2 separate regions of the Sus scrofa genome follow, and region 2 is linked to region 1. A link is a contact called in public HiChIP or PLAC-seq data. All regions are on one chromosome and are shown on one strand. Each heading gives the region's core, a stretch centred on a gene start, on an enhancer-like site or on the middle of the called end of the contact. The rest is flanking DNA. Distances are from core to core; before and after follow the strand shown.

Region 1 (3,970 bases), core at 960-3,459:
GTTTGCTGCAGCTGTAGCATAGGTCGCAGCTCCAGCTTGGATTTGATTCTCAGCCCAGGAACTCCATATGCTTCAAGGCATACACACAAACAAACAAAAAATCCCAAACCTGGCAAATCTCATGCAGAGATGGAGCTGGCCTTGTTTTTGAGGTGGGCTCTTTCTTCTTGGGAAGGCTTTATTTTCTAAGCACTGTGGGATTTTGGAAGATTTTGCTCTGCTTTTTATGATGCATTCTTGGGCCCAGAACTCAGCAAATGTCATGTGCGGAAAACTGGTTGTATGTTTAAGGCCCCCTATTTCCAATTTACCATCCTAATATCATGTGGCCACTAAAAGCTTTGCTGGTTTCTCTTTACTCCATTAGAAATCTTCCTTTTGGGCAAAGATTGGTCATCAACTAGTGCTCCAAATTAGCAAAGGTACTAGGGGAGGGAAGGGGAACAGCGGGAAAGCCTCATCTTATTTTGCTGCTCTAGAAGAAGTGGCCTGCCACAACTTACTATGTCCTACCTAGAAGGCAGAATCCCCTCAGCCTTTGAAACTCAGAACCCTTTTCAAACTATGGTCCCAGCATGTGTTTCAAAATCCTAGAGTGGACCTTTTTTTTTTTTTTTTTTTTTGGTCTTTTTAGGGCCGCACCCATGGCATATGGAAGTTCCCAGGCTAGGGGTTGAATCAGAGGTCTAGCTGCCAACCTACACCACAGCCACCGCAACTTGGGGTCCGAGCCATGTCTGTGACCTACACCACAGCTCACAGCAATGCCGGATCCTTAACCCACTGAGCGAGGCCAGGGATCGTACCCCTGTCCTCATGGATACTAGTTGGGTTCATCACTGCTGAGCCAAGTTGGGAATTTTGGACTTTTCTTCCTTGACAAATTTTTATCATGTTGCTATGCTGAGACTCTAGGTGTCAAAATGGGGTTCAGAGTTTTTCAAACTGTAGGTCACAGCCCATTAGTGGGGTATGAAATCAATTTAGTAGGTCTCGCTAGCATTTTCTAATGAAACAGTGTAGAGCAAGTCAGAGTACATCGTATGTAGTAATAGTAAGTATTGTTTCTTGAAATTTTTGTTTCAGCGGTGTATATGCACATGTTTTGGTTTACAATGCCAAACCTCTTTGTTCCTATAGGTTGCAGGCCAAAATGTTTAAAAGTCACTCACTGCAAGTGACCAAAGGGAGAAAAACAAATGATCAAAAACTTTTGGAGTTTCCGTTGTGGTTCAGAAGGTTAAGAACCTGACTAGTATCCATGAGGTCTTGGGATTAATCTTTGGCCTTGCTCTGTGCATTAAGGATCTGGTGTTTCTGTGAGCTGTAGTGTAGGTTGCAGATGCAGCTTGGATCCCACGTTGCTGTGGCTGTGGTGTAGGCTGGCAGCTGTAGCTTCGATCTGAACCCTAGTCTGGGAACTTCCATATGCCACACGTGAGGCCCCCACCCCAAAATTAATTAATTAATTAAAAAAAAAGCGGGTTGGAGAAGTTTGGCCATGAATGGGAAATTGATTGAAAACTGCTCTTCTGGCTGCAGAGAGCAAGAGGGAACCAATGTGAAGGATAGACCACAAGCATCACAGAAAAAAATCTTGGGTGTGGCGGGTGCAGGGAGAACTGAAGATGAGAAATGGCTGAACCTGGAGTTCCCATAATGGCCCAGTGGAAACGAATCTGACTGGGAACCACGAGGTTGCGGGTTCGATCCCTGGCCTCGCTCAGTGGGTTAAGGATCCGGCGTTGCTGTGAGCTGTGGTGTAGGTCACAGATGCTGCTCGGATCTGGCATTGCTGTGGCTCTGGTGTAGGCTGGCAGCAACAGCTCCGATTGGACTCCTAACCTGGGAACCTCCATATGCTGTGGGTGCAGCCCTAAAAAGACAAAAAAAAAAAAAAAAAAAAAAAAAGAAAAGAAAAGAAAAAAGAAATGTCTGAACCTGATTGGTAAAGACATGACAACCCTGAGAGAAGACTACATAGTTCTTGGCACCAGATCAGGGCAGCCTGGGGGAAGAAAGGCCTTGTACTTGGCACAGAAGAAAGGTCAGCTGAGGGAAGAATGGGCCTGGGGGTGGGGTGAGCCTCTTCTGCTAACCCCTGGTTGGTGCTCCACAGTCTGCAAAAGAGTGATTCCAGCCACAGGCCCGAATGGGACTGAGACGAGCGCTTGTGTTTTCTTCACCTTCTCCCGCTTTCCCAACACCAAACACACACACAACTGACCTGCTGCTGAGGCCACAAGACAGAAGGAAAGAGTGGAGGCCCTGGGGTCAGAAGGCCCTGAATCTTGGTCCACTGGCTGGGTGGGGTGGGCCTGTGTTCTCCTGATGTCTAAAGGTAAGACCTTGAACCCTCAGGGACCACAATGAGGTAGGGAGTTCTGGAGGAAAGTTTTACTGCAATGCCCTGGCGTGGCTGTGGCTGTGGCAGAGACCAGCATTTGTAGCTCGGATTCGACCCCTAGAATGGGAACTTTCATATGTTGCAGGTGCGGCCCTAAAAATGATTTGAAAAAGAAAAAGAAAAAGAGGGAGTTCCTGTCGTGGCTCAGTGGTTAACGAATCTGACTAGGAACCATGAGGTTGCAGGTTCCATCCCTGGCCTTGCTCAGTGTGTTAAGGATCCAGCGTTGCCTTGAGCTGTGGTGTAGGTTGCAGAGGTGGCTCGTGTTGCTGTGGCTCTGGCGTAGGCTGGTGGCTATAGCTCCGATTCGACCCCTAGCCTGGGAACCTCCATATGCTGAGGGAGCGGGCCTAGAAAGTGCAAAAAGACAAAAAGAAAAAAAGAAAAAAAGAAAAAGAAAAGAAACTGGCATCAGATTGGGAGTCCCAAGCATGGCATGAAGGACTCAGGGCAGCAAGGTTCCCCCAGGCCTGGGGTGGTGGGTGAAGCTCTCAAAATGAATGGCTTCCCTGGATGTGCAAACCTGGTTCCAAGTCACCTCCGCGATGATGTCCTACTAAAAGAAGGTCCTCAAAAATGACGTCGAACTACAATGAGATACCGCTCCCCGTTACTCTCCAATAGCATGGCTATAATAAAAAAGACATGATACCAAGTGTTAGCAAGGATGTGGAGGCATGGAACGCTTATACATGGTTGGTCAGAATAAAAAATTGTGCAGTCGCTTTGGAAAACAGTGTGGGGGCTCCTCAAAATGTTATGCGTAGTTAGCATATAACCCACAATTCTATTCTGAGGTATATACCCAACAGAAATGAAAGTGTTCATACAAAGACTTGCCCACAAAGTTCATAGCAGCTGTATTCATAATAGCCCCCAAATGCAATCAACCTAACTGTTCTTCAGCTGATGAAAGATGACATGTGGGGTACCCACACAATGGAATTCTATTCAGTCACAAAAAGGCATGAAGTATTGCTACATGCCGCAACGTGGATGAACCTTGAAAATATCTTGCCAAGTGAAGGAAGCTGGGTTACAAAAGACCACATGTATGATTCCACTTACATGAAATGTCCTGAGTAGGCAAATCCATGGAGACAGAACGTAGATTAGCAGTTTCCAGGGGCTGGGAGGAAGGGGGAATGGAGAGCGACTGCAAGTGGGTTCATTTGTTTTTGGGTTTTTTTAGGGGGGAGGGTGTTATGAAACGTTCCGCAATTAGATAAGGGTGATGGTTGCATGACTTTGTAAATGTACTAAAACCCACTAAATTGTCCATTTTAAATGCTGGAATTTTATGGTATGTGAATTATACCTCAGTTTTTAAAGTAAGGAAAAAATGACGCCGTTGGAGAGCAGATAGCGGAACTGAAACAATGAAATGGATCGGGAGTGTCGCCTGTGCCCGTCTGTTGCCTCCACTGAAATGAACTTTAGGCCCAGGAATCAGGCACCAGGAGGGCCTGGGGGAAGCGACGCTGAGGGTAGAATCTAGAAAGAAACATGGATAGGTGCCTCGTTAGCGCAGTAGGTAGCGCAGCAGTTTCATAGAAAGAAACA
Region 2 (3,970 bases), core at 540-3,039, 540 kb after region 1:
GTGGCATCCTGCCTTGAAAATTCTTTTAACACAAGTGTGAAGTGTTCCTTATTTTTCTGTTATTTTTACTTTTTAATTTTTTTTGTCAAGACGTCAGGCAGAAGTTCCTGTGCCAGGGATGGAACTGGCCTCACAGCACTAACCAGAGCCACAGCAGTAACATCACGGGATCCTTAACCTGCTGAGCCACCAGGAAACTCTTTATTTTTCTGTTCTTATCTCAGAGAGTTGCTTGGCTGCCCTCAGCCCCTCCTTTAGGTATTTGCTCAAGTGTCTCCCTTTGATAAGAGAGGCTTTCTGTGACCACCCTGGATAAAATAAGAATTCCCACCTCACTCTACAACTCCATATCCCTCTTCCTCTCCTTTGTTTTTTTCCATAGCATCTCTCTCCTTCTGACATCTATTTACTACTTTTTTTTTTTTTTTTTTTTTAATGGCCGCACCCACAGCTTGTGGAAGTACCCAGGTCAGGAACTGAATGCAAGCCACAGCTGAGACCTAGGCTTACAGCTGCATCAACGCTGGATCCTTTAACCCACTGCGATGGGCTGGGGATCCAAACTGCACCTCTACGGTGACCCAAGCCGCTGCTGTTGGGTTTTTAACCCACTGCACCGGAGCAGGAACTCCTATTTACTACTTTTTACTGTCAATCTTCCAGTTCCCCCCTCCCCCCCAACAACAAAACATAAACCTCACAAGAGCCCGGGAGCATTCACCAATGCTTGGTGAATATGGTGCTTATTCTTTTCTGTTCCAGGAGTAGGAGGTGCAGCAGCCAGTGGGACAGAGGGCCTGCCCTCAGGGCTCGACAGGAATCCTACCAGGATCTAGGGGCCAAGAGAGACTCTCTGCCGCTGGGCTCAAGGTCACTTGGCACCCAAAATGGACAGCGACTGATCTCAGGGGCGCGGCCCTTCCGCACCACAGCGCCCTCTGGCGGCCACCCTCAGCCAGAGTCGGCGCCGCGCGGGGCTGCAGAGGGGCCTCCCTCCTGCCAGCGCGCTGGAAACCACAGGAGCTCCCGGGCTCGTTTCCTCCGGACTTGCAGACACTTCTGCTTTTGCCCGGGACGGGAAGAGGAAGGAGGGCTAGGGAAGGGCGAAGCTCGGGGCGGGGCCGGCGGGGAAGGGGGAGGAAGGTCGAGATTCTGGTGCCTTCTTCCATGGCGTCATCCGCAAGATTTGCTTTTTTCAAGTGCCAGGTCCCCTTATTTGGGGACAGCCTGGCTTTACCTCGTCCCAGCTCCGGTCTCATCTTCCTTCGCCTTCCCGGAAGGCGAGGGGCTGCGAGGTCAGAAGGCAGAGGCGGTGGCCCTCCAGTCCTCGGTGGGACTTGACGTCCCTCGACCCTGTCCTGGGTTTGGGATCGAGCTTCCACGGTCCGCGGGCACTAAGCGCGTCCCCTCGGGCACGATGTGGTGGACCCCCTGTCCCGCTCCCCAAGCGCGTCCCCTCGGGCACGATGTGATGGACCCCCTGTCCCGCTCCCTTTTGGTAGGAAAGAGCCGCCTGCCGCCCGAGCAGATATCAGGGCGCCACCTGGTGGCCGCGGCCCTCACCCCGCAACCCAAGCGCGCCTTTAGGGCCTGCTTGGCCCAAGGGAACCTGGTGTGGGTGTCTCCTCCAGGCCCTGCCCTTAACCTAGAATACCCGGGTCCATTTCACTTAGTGGTTGGGGCCCTGGATCGTTGGAAATAGGCACATTAAGGTGGGACGGGGTTTGAATTGCTGAGGAATGACAAAAACAGGATGGTTCCTGTTGATGTTGGCACTCAAGTTTCGTTTCCTGCCTTCACGGATGGTGTGAGGGCTCCAAGTGGGAGGGCTCCCTCCTCTGTACTCTATCCCCGCCACTTATCTATACTGTTCTTTTTATTCTAGTTTTGACAAGGCATGTATGATTATAAAGGGAATGCATAGTTATTGTTTTTAAAAAAAAAACACGGAGAAAATACCTCACGGTTTCTGTTAGAAGTCCTCCCCTTCACTGGAACATAGGTGTGTATTCCCTGGAAGTGCAGGTTTGCTTGTTCTCTTTCCTAGTTCTTGGTAGGACTGTTAACCTAGGGTCAGCCTTCCCTTCCTGCTGTTGGTAGGGCTCACCCATCCACCTCTAGGGCTGGAAACCACACTGGAGGCAGCTGGAGGAGTCTGGGGTGCAGTCAGGGGAGAGGCAAGGGGCAGTTCCCAAATTTTCTCATTGTTCTCTTTTTGCATAACATGATTACAGTTTTGCTGTTGTTGTTGTTCTTGTCAGTTTTTGGTTTTTTGGCCGTACCCAGGGCATGAAGAAGTTCCCCAGCCAGGGATCCAACCAGTGCCACAGCAGTGACCCAAGCCGCTTCAGTGCTTGATCCTTAATCCACTGCACCACAAGGGAACTCTGTCCTTGTCAGATTCTTGCTCTCTCAAAGACAATTTTATTTGTTTTTGTTTTGTTTTTTAAAAAATGAATTCATTTGTTTTTATTAAAGTATCGATTTACAGTGTTGTGCCAATTTTGGCTATACAGCAAATGACCCAGTCATACACATTTGGATACATTCCTTTTCTGTGTTATCTTCCATCATGGTCAATCCCAAGAGAGTGGATATAATTCCCTGTGCTGTACAGTAGGACCTCATTGCTTATCCATTCTAAATGTAATAGTTTGCATCTACTAACCCCAAACTCCCTGTTCATCCTACTCCCTCCCCCCCTTCTCCTTGGCAACCATGAGTCTGTTCTCCATGTCTGTGAGTCTGTTTCTGATTGGTAGATAGGTTCATTTGTGCCGTATTTTAGATTCCACATATAAGTGATATCATAAGGTATTTGTCTTTCTGACTTACTTGTGTGAATCTCTAGTTGCATCCATGTTGCTGCAAATGGTATTATTTTGTTCTTTTTTATGGCTGAGTATTATTCCATTGTGTATATGTACCACATCTTCTCTTTTAATGAGAGTTGCAACGTTTATTTCAGATTCTCTCTTGTGTTTTGGGGTGTCTTTTTTTTTTTGTATTTTTTTTTTTTCTTTTTTGCCACACAGGCAGTACGTGGGAATTCCTGGGCCAAGCACTGAACCTATGCTGCACAGCAGCAACCAGAGCCACAGTGGTGAGAACTCAGGAGCCTCAACCTGCTAGGCCATCAGAGAACTCCCTGTGCCACATCTTCTTAATCCATTCATCGGTTGATGGACATTTAGGTTGTTTCCATGTCTTGGCTATTGTGAACATAGGGATGCACAAATCTTTTTCACTGAAAGTTTTGAGCAGATATATACCCAAAAGTGGGATTGCTGGGTCATATGGCAGTTCTTTTTTTTTTTTTTTTTTTTTTTTTGTCTTTTTTGCTATTTCTTTGGGCCGCTTCCGCGGCATATGGAGGTTCCCAGGCTAGGGGTCTAATCGGAGCTGTAGCCACCGGCCTACGCCAGAGCCACAGCAACGCAGGATCCGAGCCGCGTCTGCAACCTACACCACAGCTCACGGCAACGCCGGATCTTTAACCCACTGAGCAAGGGCAGGGACCGAACTCGCAACCTCATGGTTCCTAGTCGGATTCGTTAACCACTGCGCCACGACGGGAACTCCAGGCAGTTCTATATTTAGTTTTCTAAGGTACCTCCATATTGTTTTCCATAGTGGTTGCACCAATTCACATTCCCACTAAGAGTGTAGAAGTGTTCCCTTTTTTCCACACCCTCTCCAGCATTTGTTATTTGTAAATTTTTTAGTGATGGCCATTATGACTAGGGTGAAGTGGTACCTCATTATAGTTTTGATTTGCATTTCTCTAATAATTAGTGATGTTGAGCATTTTTTTTCATGTGCCTACTAGCCAAACATATGTCTTCTTTGGAGAAATATCTATTTAGGTCTTCTGCCCATTTTTTGATTGGGTTGTTTGTTGTTTTGTTGTTGAGTTGTGGGAGTTTTTTGTGTATTTTGGAGATTAAGCCCTTGTCAGTTGTATCATTTG

Evidence for each region. HiChIP or PLAC-seq counts read pairs in DNA pulled down with a chosen protein or histone mark.
Region 2: an H3K27ac HiChIP or PLAC-seq map of alveolar macrophages shows a contact between it and region 1. The contact joins the enhancer-like site here to the promoter of MRAS in region 1. A contact is called at or near these places in 2 of 5 promoter capture datasets (fetal liver and liver), 16 of 47 Hi-C or Micro-C datasets (alveolar macrophages, brain, embryonic fibroblasts and 10 more) and 1 of 2 datasets of contacts at active chromatin or transcription factors (alveolar macrophages).

Annotation. Positions count from the first base shown.
Region 1 is chr13:79,135,280-79,139,249 of Sscrofa11.1, forward strand. It overlaps MRAS (ras-related protein M-Ras), which reads left to right and starts at 2,210. Exons shown (of 7, transcript XM_021069517.1): 1 at 2,210-2,341.
Region 2 is chr13:79,673,927-79,677,896 of Sscrofa11.1, forward strand. No RefSeq gene overlaps it. Among named protein-coding and RNA genes, the nearest start is that of FOXL2, 34 kb to the right of the region's middle. Within about 2 kb of position 1,790, at least 43 of the 83 cell types and tissues checked have an H3K27ac peak or open chromatin away from gene starts, as enhancers often do. A contact at or near this core is called in alveolar macrophages, brain, fetal liver and 6 more, where this site is marked.